Linked DNA regions of Mus musculus: region 1 is linked to region 2. The links are chromatin contacts, called in public Hi-C maps. All regions are on one chromosome and are shown on one strand. Each heading gives the region's core, a stretch centred on a gene start, on an enhancer-like site or on the middle of the called end of the contact. The rest is flanking DNA. Distances are from core to core; before and after follow the strand shown.

What was found. Hi-C and Micro-C count contacts between places; a contact is called where the count stands out from the background.
Region 1: a contact with region 2 is called in a Hi-C map of muscle stem cells, with 3 times the contacts expected there. The contact joins two enhancer-like sites. A contact is called at or near these places in 24 of 39 promoter capture datasets (the 3T3-L1 cell line, 3T3-L1-derived adipocytes, the C10 cell line and 15 more), 4 of 15 datasets of contacts at CTCF or cohesin (embryonic stem cells and pro-B cells), 114 of 484 Hi-C or Micro-C datasets (the 4T1 cell line, the AML12 cell line, the AtT-20 cell line and 58 more), 13 of 115 datasets of contacts at active chromatin or transcription factors (acute myeloid leukemia, bone marrow-derived dendritic cells, embryonic fibroblasts and 3 more) and 1 of 9 other capture datasets (embryonic stem cells).

What each region holds. Positions count from the first base shown.
Region 1 is chr1:186,719,256-186,724,714 of GRCm38.p6, reverse strand. Rrp15 (ribosomal RNA processing 15 homolog (S. cerevisiae)) reads left to right here. Exons shown (of 5, transcript NM_026041.2): 5 at 3,169-3,629. The coding sequence ends at 3,312. Among named protein-coding and RNA genes, the nearest start is that of Tgfb2, 16 kb to the right of the region's middle. Within about 2 kb of position 2,259, at least 33 of the 459 cell types and tissues checked have an H3K27ac peak or open chromatin away from gene starts, as enhancers often do. A contact at or near this core is called in muscle stem cells and pancreatic cancer cells, where this site is marked.
Region 2 is chr1:186,451,619-186,456,746 of GRCm38.p6, reverse strand. No RefSeq gene overlaps it. Among named protein-coding and RNA genes, the nearest start is that of Gm35426, 32 kb to the left of the region's middle. Within about 2 kb of position 2,171, at least 31 of the 459 cell types and tissues checked have an H3K27ac peak or open chromatin away from gene starts, as enhancers often do. A contact at or near this core is called in muscle stem cells and pancreatic cancer cells, where this site is marked.

The DNA.
Region 1 (5,459 bases), core at 1,010-3,509, 270 kb before region 2:
GCCATCTAATCAGTACAGCCTCACATCACGGCCTGACATGGTCTGGACAGCAGGTGGGGATGCAGTGCTGTAGGTTAGACCTCCAATATCCCTGTGCCTGGGGTTGTTGTATTAACTTGTGATTATCTGGTTTATCTTCATTGTGGATGCTCTAAGCCGTATGCTCGGTGGTAAGATTGCTTATGAAGCAATCCAGTAGATCGACTTGCAGAAGAACAGTGTAATCTGCTTAGTTTAGGACTTCTGTGGAAGTTAGGTCTAAGGGATGTAGCTTAGCCTGCAGAGTACTTGACCAGCATGCACAAATGCCTGGGGCTTAGCCTCAGCACGGTGTGAACCATGTGTGCTGCTGCAGTTCGTGCCTGTAACCCACAGGCAGTGGTAGAAGCAGGAAGATAGATCAGAAGGTCTGGCCCAGTCTTGTTTCACAGTTAAGTTTGAAGCCGGCATGGAATACAGGAGACAATTGTACACCATTTTCTGTGTATTTTAGCGTTAGTTCTGCTGGGTTGTTGATGGGAGGTAACAGGTAGTAGAGCAGCGTGTGTAAGAGATGTGGATTTTGGCCTGTGCTTCAGGGCTGACTTGCTCATGAATGCTTGAACAAAGGCTTCATGTCCTGAGCCCTCGTTCCCTTTCGTCATATGGAGTGATATTCCCACCTGGCAGGCACTCAGAGAGTCAGAAATGTGGTGCTGCAGAGGGTCTAGCCAGCACACACCGACTCAGTAATACAGCAAAGACAGCCACAACAGGCAGGCAGGGTCATCATGATAAAATGTAAGTAATAGGACCAGCAGGGCTCCTTGACAGATGCTCTTGAGAAACTTAGAGGGAATCTGGGACTGTAAATGACAGTGTAGCCATCTGGTTTTGTTTGTCTCTTGTTTTGCTGTCCTGCCTTGTAAGGTCTCTTTGCACTCATGTAGTCTTGGAAGTCACATTTCACCCCAGACTCACTTATTTTAGTACAAAGCTAGGGTTTGGTGCTCTTTGCCACTGAGCAGCGTATAAGCCAGGGTCTCCACACTTTCCTATATTCCTACTGAGGTATTCTTTATAGAAGCCTCCATTCTCTGCGGGGATCCATCGCCCCTCAGGGTGTCCCTGTGACCATTCTGCTATTTAAATGCATTGCTGTGCCATCCGAGGTTGCTCCCATATTAGCTAGCACCCGAGTGTCCTGGTTCTTGTACCGTGTCTCCATTCACTCTTACTGGTTGTGTCAGTGCTGGCAGGAAGGTTGTGGCTTGGTGATGGGATCTTCTGCCTGCTTGTGCCCTGTGAAGTCACTGCTGTACTGCATTCCATAGGCCTGGCATGAGGTTGTTCTGGAACTTTCCTTCACGCTGAGCCTGGAGACTTTCTTCTCCCTTGGCTGTCTCTTCTGCACTGCAGTTAAGGAGCCTCCTGAACGGGTTCTACTTCACACTGTCTTCTATTGTCTGTCTGTTTTCCTGTGTGATTGTCTCAGTTTTACCTTCTCACCTGCCTCCCTTCTCCTCAGCTTCACTCCAGGTTGGCCATCCTTGATGTCTAATGGGTGCTTTAAAACCAAAGTGAACCTGAATTCCAGGCTGAGAGTTCCTTGCCTAGTCCATTAGGCCAAACCTGCTGTATTTTATTTAAACAAGAATTTTAGCTATTCAAATTACAGACTATGAAGTATGCTTAAACTGTCATAATTTCGAAAGCCCTCAGACTATCTGGAGTACCAATCTATTTATTGTTCCTGATTCTCAAAGACTGAGCAATCTTGTTTCACTGCCTTTTATAATTCTAAATTGTATTGTTGATAAATTTAAAACCCAAACCAAAAAAAACTGAATTGAAACCAGGTCATGATGGCTCATTTTTATAATCCCAGCACTCAGGAGGCTAAGGCAGAATTGCTGCGCGTTGAAGTCCAGCTTGGGCAACATACAGTAATGAGTCGTAGTCTAACATGGTTTGCAGTATGAGACCCTATTTCAAATTACTACTTTAATCAAAAGCTTTGAGCAGTTAAGTTGGCCAGCCTGCTGTAATTGTTGGTCCTGAGTGCCAGCAAGAGCATGGGGTTGAGTCAGAAAACCTGGAATAGCTGTGGAGCTTCCGCTCCAGAGAGTCCAGCAGTCAGTGGGGAACAGGGCCCGGCCACTCACCTGACAAGCATTCCACTGTCGTGGTCTCACACCACACGAGTGTTTCTAGTCCCCAGTGCTGGTTCCACTGCAGCCGGTGTCGATACGTGAACTACTAAGTCAGCTCCCAGTCTATGCAGTTGTCTGCCTCCCTGGCTCCCGGCTGTTCTGGGTGCAAGCTGTGATTTAGTTTTTTATCCCACAAAGGCAGAAGCGGTCCATTTTTCCTCTTAATACATAAATAGGTTCCTAAAAAATAAACAAGCTGTAGCACAGTTATGTAATTAGCTTGTGAAACCTTGCGGACATTTTGGTGTCTTTTTAAAAAATGCTTGCTACATAGACACAGCCCCCAGATGGGATAGATTTGCAGACTACCTGTGGTTGTGAGAACAGGACTTGGTTTTGGTCACGTCAGTGTTGCAGTACACACGACTGCCACACGGTGGTGCTGTTGTTCCACAAAGGAAGGCGTGTGTCCTTAGCTCCAGGTCTTACCCCGTGGCTGCGTGGAATGACTTGTCTCCTGAGTTTGTTGCTTGCTTCAGTTACTTCTAACTCCTGGGCTTTATTAGTTCCCGACTCCGTGACTGTGTCAGGCAGTGAGACCTTGTATGTCCGCGCTGCTACAGACTCTGGAAGAGGCACTGTCTCAAGCAGCTGCACAGTGCCAGTTAGCTTCTCGCTTCAGTGCGCTTGGGGTTAAACTTTAGGCTCCATTAAAGTCACTGCCAAGGATTTTCTAATAAGGTACCACCAAAGGTTAATTAATGTTGTCCAAATATTTTTAAAAGTGATGCCAAATCTGTATTTTCCCCAACTCTAAATTATTTTGCTTTTATGTTTCATTGGTAGAATTGAAATTTTTTCTTTACTCTGTATTTGTATATACATGAGCACAGAATATAAAATCAATTTTATATTATTTTGGTTTTATCTCATTTCAAAGTACATATTGAAAAGTTTGTTTTGAAGTATATAATTTTTAAATTTTCTTTATGGTTAAATTGATTTGTGAATGTTTTGGTTCTGTGATTTTTCTTAGACTGAAGTGAAATCAGAAGAGAGCCCAGGGTGGAAGATTCTGCGAGATGATTTCATGATGGGAGCCAGCATGAAGGACTGGGACAAGGAGAGCGAGGGCGAGGAGCCTGCTGGTGGCAGGGCAGAGGCCGCAGCCAGCCGTTGAGCGGCAGACGGGAGCATCCAGCTCCGCTGCAAATGACCCGACGGTTGGGAGCCTGCGCATGGCCATCTGCCAAATGCTAGGACTTCCTGAGAACCTGTGCTCTAGGGTTCCTCAGGTGCAGACTGTATTAAAGCTGTATTTTTAATTCTTACAGAAATTTAACCTGTTTTTCTAAAATATTTGTACAGAGAAATATTTTTTTTCTTGAGCAGTAAACTGCAATTTTCTAGGATCCTTTGCTGTGGACACATGCCCATCATCCATCAGGGTTTCTAAAGTGCGGTCCCATTTATAATTAAAGTGAATTTGATATGAAATCTCTGCTTCCCTGCTCAGATCCATAGATCTGTCTGTCACGGAGGGTGGGTGATTGGTGCCGTTGGTTTGTGTGGCTAAGCCTTTAAGAAAAAGGTACATAAAATTTCAAATTGTTATCTTTTCTATTTTAGTTCTAGAAAACCAGTGAAGCTGTGTGATTTCCTCCACTATTTCTGTGAAACTTGGCTCCAGTTACCAAGTCTGTAAGGGAAGTAGGTATTGAGCGTGACGCGCTCTCATGAGAAGGACCCGTCTCTCTCCATCTTTCCATGAAGGGAGCCCTGCGACCACCCATGGCACACACTTGGATCTGCTCTACACTGAGGCCCAACCCTGCCCCTGGGTTGGAGCAGGAGGTTTATGTTTTCAGGCCAAATCAAGGGCTATAAATGTTCCATGACTACGGGGCCCCTGTCAGAGTGAAGCTCGTAGCATGGTGCTGAATGCTTATTATAGGAAAGCCGTAAGGTGCGTGTGTGTCTGTGTCTTCATCTCACTCGGGAACGTAAGTGCCATATTAAATTGTGTGGCTGGTGGTTTTGTCATTTTAATCTAAATAACTGTGAGCAAGCTTTCTCGGTAGTGATCCAGGGATGCTAAGTAATGGGACATTGCTGAGCGGAGGTTAATGCAGCACACAGCGTCTTTGCAGCTTCTGAAGCCCGCGTGGATAACAAAAGGGCATGCACAGCTGCCTGTGATGAACAGGTTGTCCTGGAAGCAGAGCTGACTTCTCTAGCCCTTCAGTTAACTTCAGGAAGTTGAGCCCAGTTTTCAAAGCATACACAAGGAAGAGAATGTTCACAAATTTCTTCTTTCAGAAGGGATTTTATTCCATCATAGAATCAAGTTGCCCCTGGACCACAGTGCCACTTGTAAGAGAGCTCATGACGTAACTTTGTCATGTGAACATGTCTTATAGGTTTTAGAGTCCCTGTGCCTTGGTTGTAAAATACTGAAACAGAACCTGTATGTGCGAGGGGGATGCTGAGGAGCACGTCTGTCTAACTCTTGAGTCGGACTTGTGAGATACCAGGGTAGTCTTGGAAATCTCCATCATCCAGCTTCAGCTTCGCAAACAGGTGTGCACCGCCACAGCCAGCTACTGAGTGTGCGGGAGATGGGTGTAGTAAATGGCCTACCTCTGTGTATGCACCGTGGCCATTCAGTACCTGTGGAGGCCAGAAGAGGGCGTCAGTTGCCCGATAGAGAATCAGAGAATCTGTGAGCCTCCATGTGGGTGCTAGAAATGGAATCTGAGCTCTGGAAGAACAGCCAGTGCTCTTAACTGTTGAGCCATCCTTCCAGCCCCACGGCTGTTGTTTTTAAACATTTGTTTATTTTTGTTTGTATTTGTATTTCTCTCTTAAATATGTGGGCATGAATGTATTGTTCTTGAAAGCCAAAGGAGTGAGATCTCAGGGCCAGAGTTACAGGTAGTTGTGAGACAGTGTGTGTGTGTGTGTGTGTGTGTGTGTGTGTGTGTGTGTGTGTGTACCAGAGGTAAATAGAGATGTCTTCCTCAGTTGCTTTCCAGCCTACCTAGCTGGTTGCAGTTGAACATCAGTATGTCTTACTTTTACATGGTTGTGGGCATTGAATTCAAGTGCTCTTCCTTGCATGCTAAACACTTTACCAACTGAACTACCTTGCAGGGTAAAGAAGTTAATTTTATTTATCTAGAAACAATTATGGAGACTAATAGCCACCAGTGTGATGGTGCGTCTTTTTCCCTTTTCTGGGTGACAGTGTGAAGTACAGTTTCTTGTTGGTTACTGTTTGACAGCCTGAACAATATCATTTCAGAGCGAAAGAATAGGTCATGTCTT
Region 2 (5,128 bases), core at 922-3,421:
CTGAATTTATATCTCATATCATACTGGTCTATGAGTGAAATAATTTCCTTTGAATAATGTTTTTCTAGGCTGGAGACATGTCTCAGTGCTTAAGAGAACTGGCTACTACTCTTTTTTTAGGATGCAAATTCTATTCCCAGTCCCCAAATGGCTGCCTACCACTGACTGTAACTTCAGTTTCAGTCGATCCAGTGTCTTCTCCCACCTCTGCAGGTACAGTTGGCGTACACATTCAGAATGCCTATACACATAAAAATACTATTTTAATTAACAAATAAGCTACCTAGACTGGCAAGATGGCTCAGCAGTTAGGGACACTTGCTATGCACTCAGATAACTTGAGTTTGGTTCCCAGCACCCAAGTCAGACAGCTCATGGCTACCTGTAACTCCAGCTCCAGGGATCTGATGCCCTCTTGTGGGCTCTGTGAGCACTGCACTCATGCACATCTGAATACATCTAGACCAGTACACATAAATGAAATAATAGAATAAATCTGAAGTTTAAAAAGTGTTCCTAGGACTCCACTGATGACCTTTCTAGAAGATTAAAATACACCAGCTTCATAAATGTAACCATCTCTCGCTCTCGCTCTCTCTTGATATAAATAAAAACATACATGCTAAGTTTATGTGTATCTAAAAATCTGAGAAATTATATGTGTATACTTCTACAAATTATGTGTTCATACATACACATATGTAAGATATGTTTTTGGAAACACACATGCACAGAGGTCAAGCTCTCAGTCCAGACCTACTTTCTGGTTTCAGGAGAGGTACAAAGGGAGCTAACTTAAAGGGGGAAGAACGGTTCTCATATCATTTCACATGAAATCCAGGGATGTCTGAATTTTTATGGTCTTCTCAAAGGATCTTCAGCCAGATTTTGATATCCCAAGACGGTGAAGGAAACATGAGTGTCTGGGCCCCCACCTTACCATCCAACCTTTCTGAGGCTGACCCATCACATGCAGCGGTTACCAACAAAACCAATGGACACCTGGAGCAAACAAGACCTTGAAGACAGGCAGCCTTATGTTTCAGTTCCTGTAAGAAATGAGCAATTCAAAAATATTTTCTTTTAACTGAGTTAAAAATAGTTGAAACTGAAATAGATCATCCTATGAAACACTTACAGGAGTAGAAATGTGTATTTTACCAACTACCCCCACCTCCGCAGCCGCCCCTTTTCTTCCCTTAAAAAAAATGTGTTGTATTAGAGGAATTGGGCCGCGGCAGCCAGGATGGAATGTTCACCATGCCACTGGATGGCAAATTGGAGGGAAACATGCCTTTCATCTTAATTATAGGCTGGAGAGGGCAACGCTCAGAGTTCTCTTCTACCATGAGCAGAGGAACTTTCCCAGGGTATTTTTTGTCTGCATTTCTGACTCCTATTGGATTGCAAGCTTATCCATGTGACCCAGCAGGGTCCACTTGCCATAATAAGTTTAAAAATATGCCAGAAATGTTTTCTTTAGTGCAGCCTCTGAGTGTCAAACATGTAAGTGATGGCACCCCCTCCCCTTGCGACTCTGCTTCACCTTTTCCCAGAAAAACGTCTCTTTGTTAGAGACCTATTCTTTCTCACTGTTATTCTTCTAGAAGGTTCGATAATCTGTGGATATGTTTGTACATGGAATGGTTGTAGAACTCCATTCCTATGTCTCTGTAAAATGTAGCTTTTGACTGATAGAATAATTGAAGAAAGCATTGCATGCCTTTGGAAGACATAGATTTTCTTTTCTTTTCTTTTCTTTTTATTTTTAGATATAGATTTTCTTCTCCCTCTTTGAGTCTATTCCCAGTGACTCACCTCCAGTCAACTAGGCTCTTCCTACAGTGGGAATGTGTTGGCACTGAGTCATCTGTTCTCTGGTCAGATGTTCTCAGAAGTAGTGAGTTGTATCTAGATCTAAGGGTGATGGTCAGCAACTCTCTGAGTCCAGCTAACTTTAGAAAAACATAATTAAGTGATCAAAAGCATGTCTTTGGTGAAGAAAAATTGGACTAAGGTGATTTGATGCTTTGATGATATTTAGTTGACTTTATTTCCTAATATTATGTCACCTGCATGTTGGTTCTATCAGGTTGTTGCAGAAAGGAAATTTAAGACTGTGTTTGATGTATTTGGCAGTGTTGGGGGTTATTTTAATGAGAAAATCTGTAACCACGGGCTTGCAATCGACTGAGCCAAATGGCTTAAGCAGAGCTCGAGTTTCACTTCTGTGACTCTGATAAAGCAGCCTGAGAAAAAGCAGCTTGGGGTGTGTGTGTGTGTGTGTGTGTGTGTGTGTGTGTGTGTGTGTGTGGAGTTCGTTTTAGCTTACTGTTCCAGGTTATAGTCCATCATAGGAGGAAAGTCAAGGCACCAGAGGCTTGAAACAGCTATAGTCATACTATACCCACAGTCAAGAGCAGAGGGGGTGAGGGGAGGAGAGAGGAAGAGGAGAGAGAGAGATAGAGAGAGAGAGAGAGAGAGAGAGAGGGAGAGGGAGGGAGAGAGAGAGGAATACATGCATGCCCACTTGCTTGCGAGTTCTTGGCTTGAATTCTTTCCCCTTATACAATTTAGGATCCCTCTGCTAGGGAGTAGTGCTACCCACAGTGGGATGAGTCTTTCTTTCTTGATTAACTTAAGACAAGCTGTCAAGATATACTTATAGGCCGAGCTGATATAGACAATCCCTCATTGAGTTTCCTTCCCAGGTGATCCTAGGTTGTGCCAAGTTGACAGTAAAAGCTACCCATCCAAGATAGTTTACATAATCCCACTCAGAAATAGGCATTCGATGAGGCAACCTGAACTTAGAGAAACTGACAGCAGCAACTGCATGTTCTCTCTCCTGTGTGGATCCTAGCTTATAATATGTTCATGAGCATATACAAAGAGCTATAAGTATGGGTGTGGGACGACACGAATATAGGTGGTGAGGAAGGATAGAGTGTAGGCACAGGGCACGAGTCCTGGATGAGGATATAAGCCTAATTGTTCTACTGATTTAAACTGTCACAGGTTTTGTTGTTGTTGTTTGTTTGGGTAGCAAATGCTTTACAATGCAATGCATCATGAAAAGTGTAAAACCCTGAGTGAAGCCCATGGCTTCAGAACGGCCATTCTACCTGGACAGAAGTTCACCGAGATACACAGTTTGGGACTGGGCAAGTTTTTGCTTGGATGACTATCTTAATCTAGTTGTATGATATTTTCACTGGTGGGTTCATTACAATCCAGTGATGTTATTAAAATAGATTACCAAATCTACATATGAAAGTGGGAGGGGGTAGGAAAATCTTCCACCCGCTGCCTGAGGGACTACTGTCAATTGTTAACTTAAGAGTATAGTCTCTGAAAAATTGACCATATTCCAGTGGAAGACCACCCATCCAAGAATATTTAGGCTATATACATTGGCCTTGATGAGACTAAAAAACGGGAAGAGGGTGTGTCTCTAGGAGAAGTTGGGAGGAGGGAGTGTAGATATTAAAATACATTGTACAGATTTCTAAACTACTGCTACTACTACTGTTACACCCCCACTCCCACAACACACACACACACACACACACACACACACACACATATATATATATATATATATATAGAGAGAGAGAGAGAGAGAGACAGACAGACAGACAGACAGACAGACAGAGACACAGAGACACAGAGAGAGGCAGACAGACAGATACACACACATACAATGCTTTCATTTTGATAAGGATAGTGTCCCAGTATTCTGATTCCTAGATATCATTATCACTCACTCTGTTTGGACCAGTATTTCTCAAATAGGATCATTGTCAGGGCCACCAAAAGGCATTTCTCAATGCCCAGAGGTGAGTCTTGTTGGAATACCTAACAGTGGTAGGAATAGAGGCTACCACAGTGTTGTTAAATGTTCTATTATACAAAGACTATCCTTCATAACAAAAACTTACCTGGTTTAAAATATCAACTGGTGTAGAGACTGAGAAACTGATTTAGAATGTAAACTCTACTGTGTATTGTTTGGTCTAGAACTCTGTCAGGGTTACTGAGAGAAACATGCCTGCCTACCTATGAAAATCTCATCACTCCTCATTCATTCCAGGTCCGTTTGAATGCTACCCTCCTTTGAACTGAGTGTTATTGGTGCCTGAGTTAGGCTCTTGGGTTTCTGAAGTCAGCGATCTTCCAAAGAGGCTGTGAGGGAGGTGATGTATAAGGAACAGACGAAAGAATTAGCCAAATCTTTCTGATGGGAAATGCATGCATTTGCCCAGAAATAAAGTATAAATCTGAAGCTGAAGGGGGCTTACTGCCACTTCTGAGGCTTAGGGAGAATTTTCCACACTAAATTCGTCCCCAAAGCAAGCTTATATTTTCACCGATTTAAGGAGATTTTACTAGTTTGTGGTAATGTGTAGACTGGCCTGTCTGCAGAAGAGCTGCCTCTTTTGCTCAAGCCAGAAGATGCCAGACACTGGAGATGAAGAGCCAGAACCAAACTTGCAGAAATGATCCTCATTTAAATAAAGATCAAAAGATTTACTCTTGTTTTGGAGTTTAAAGTTTTTAAGATTTCTCTTTTAATTCTGTAAAAGTATCATTCTTCCGAATCGGTCAGAGTTTTAGCCTCTATCTTTAAAGCCCCAAACCTTGACTGTTCTTTCTTTCTTCTTTTTGTTCTGATTTTAACTTTTGATGTTTCTCTCTGTCTAATTGGAAGTCTGTCTTCAATTTAGAGATCCAAATTTACATGTAGACAAATACATGAACCAATATCACTTCTACTCCATTTCCCCATGCCTGTGTAATAACTGTTTTTAAACTTATTCTACTTCTTACTCACCCTGCACCATCCCCTCCACCCCCCATGAGCAATTTGCTCATGGTGGCTTTTTTTCCTGATGTTCCCAGGACTAATAGGTCACTTAGTCACCACACCCAATTAAGTGTGTGTGTGTATGTGTGTGTGTGGGGGGGTATCCTCTCTTGGGGTTGTTAGTCTCATTCATATAAAACAGATTCAAACAGAAGCTCCAGGGTGATTTTATTAGATTATAAAAGAAGAAGGGACAGGCAAGCTCCAGACCTCAGCATGTGGAGGTCAGCCCCATGGAGGACACATGACAAGGAGGTCACC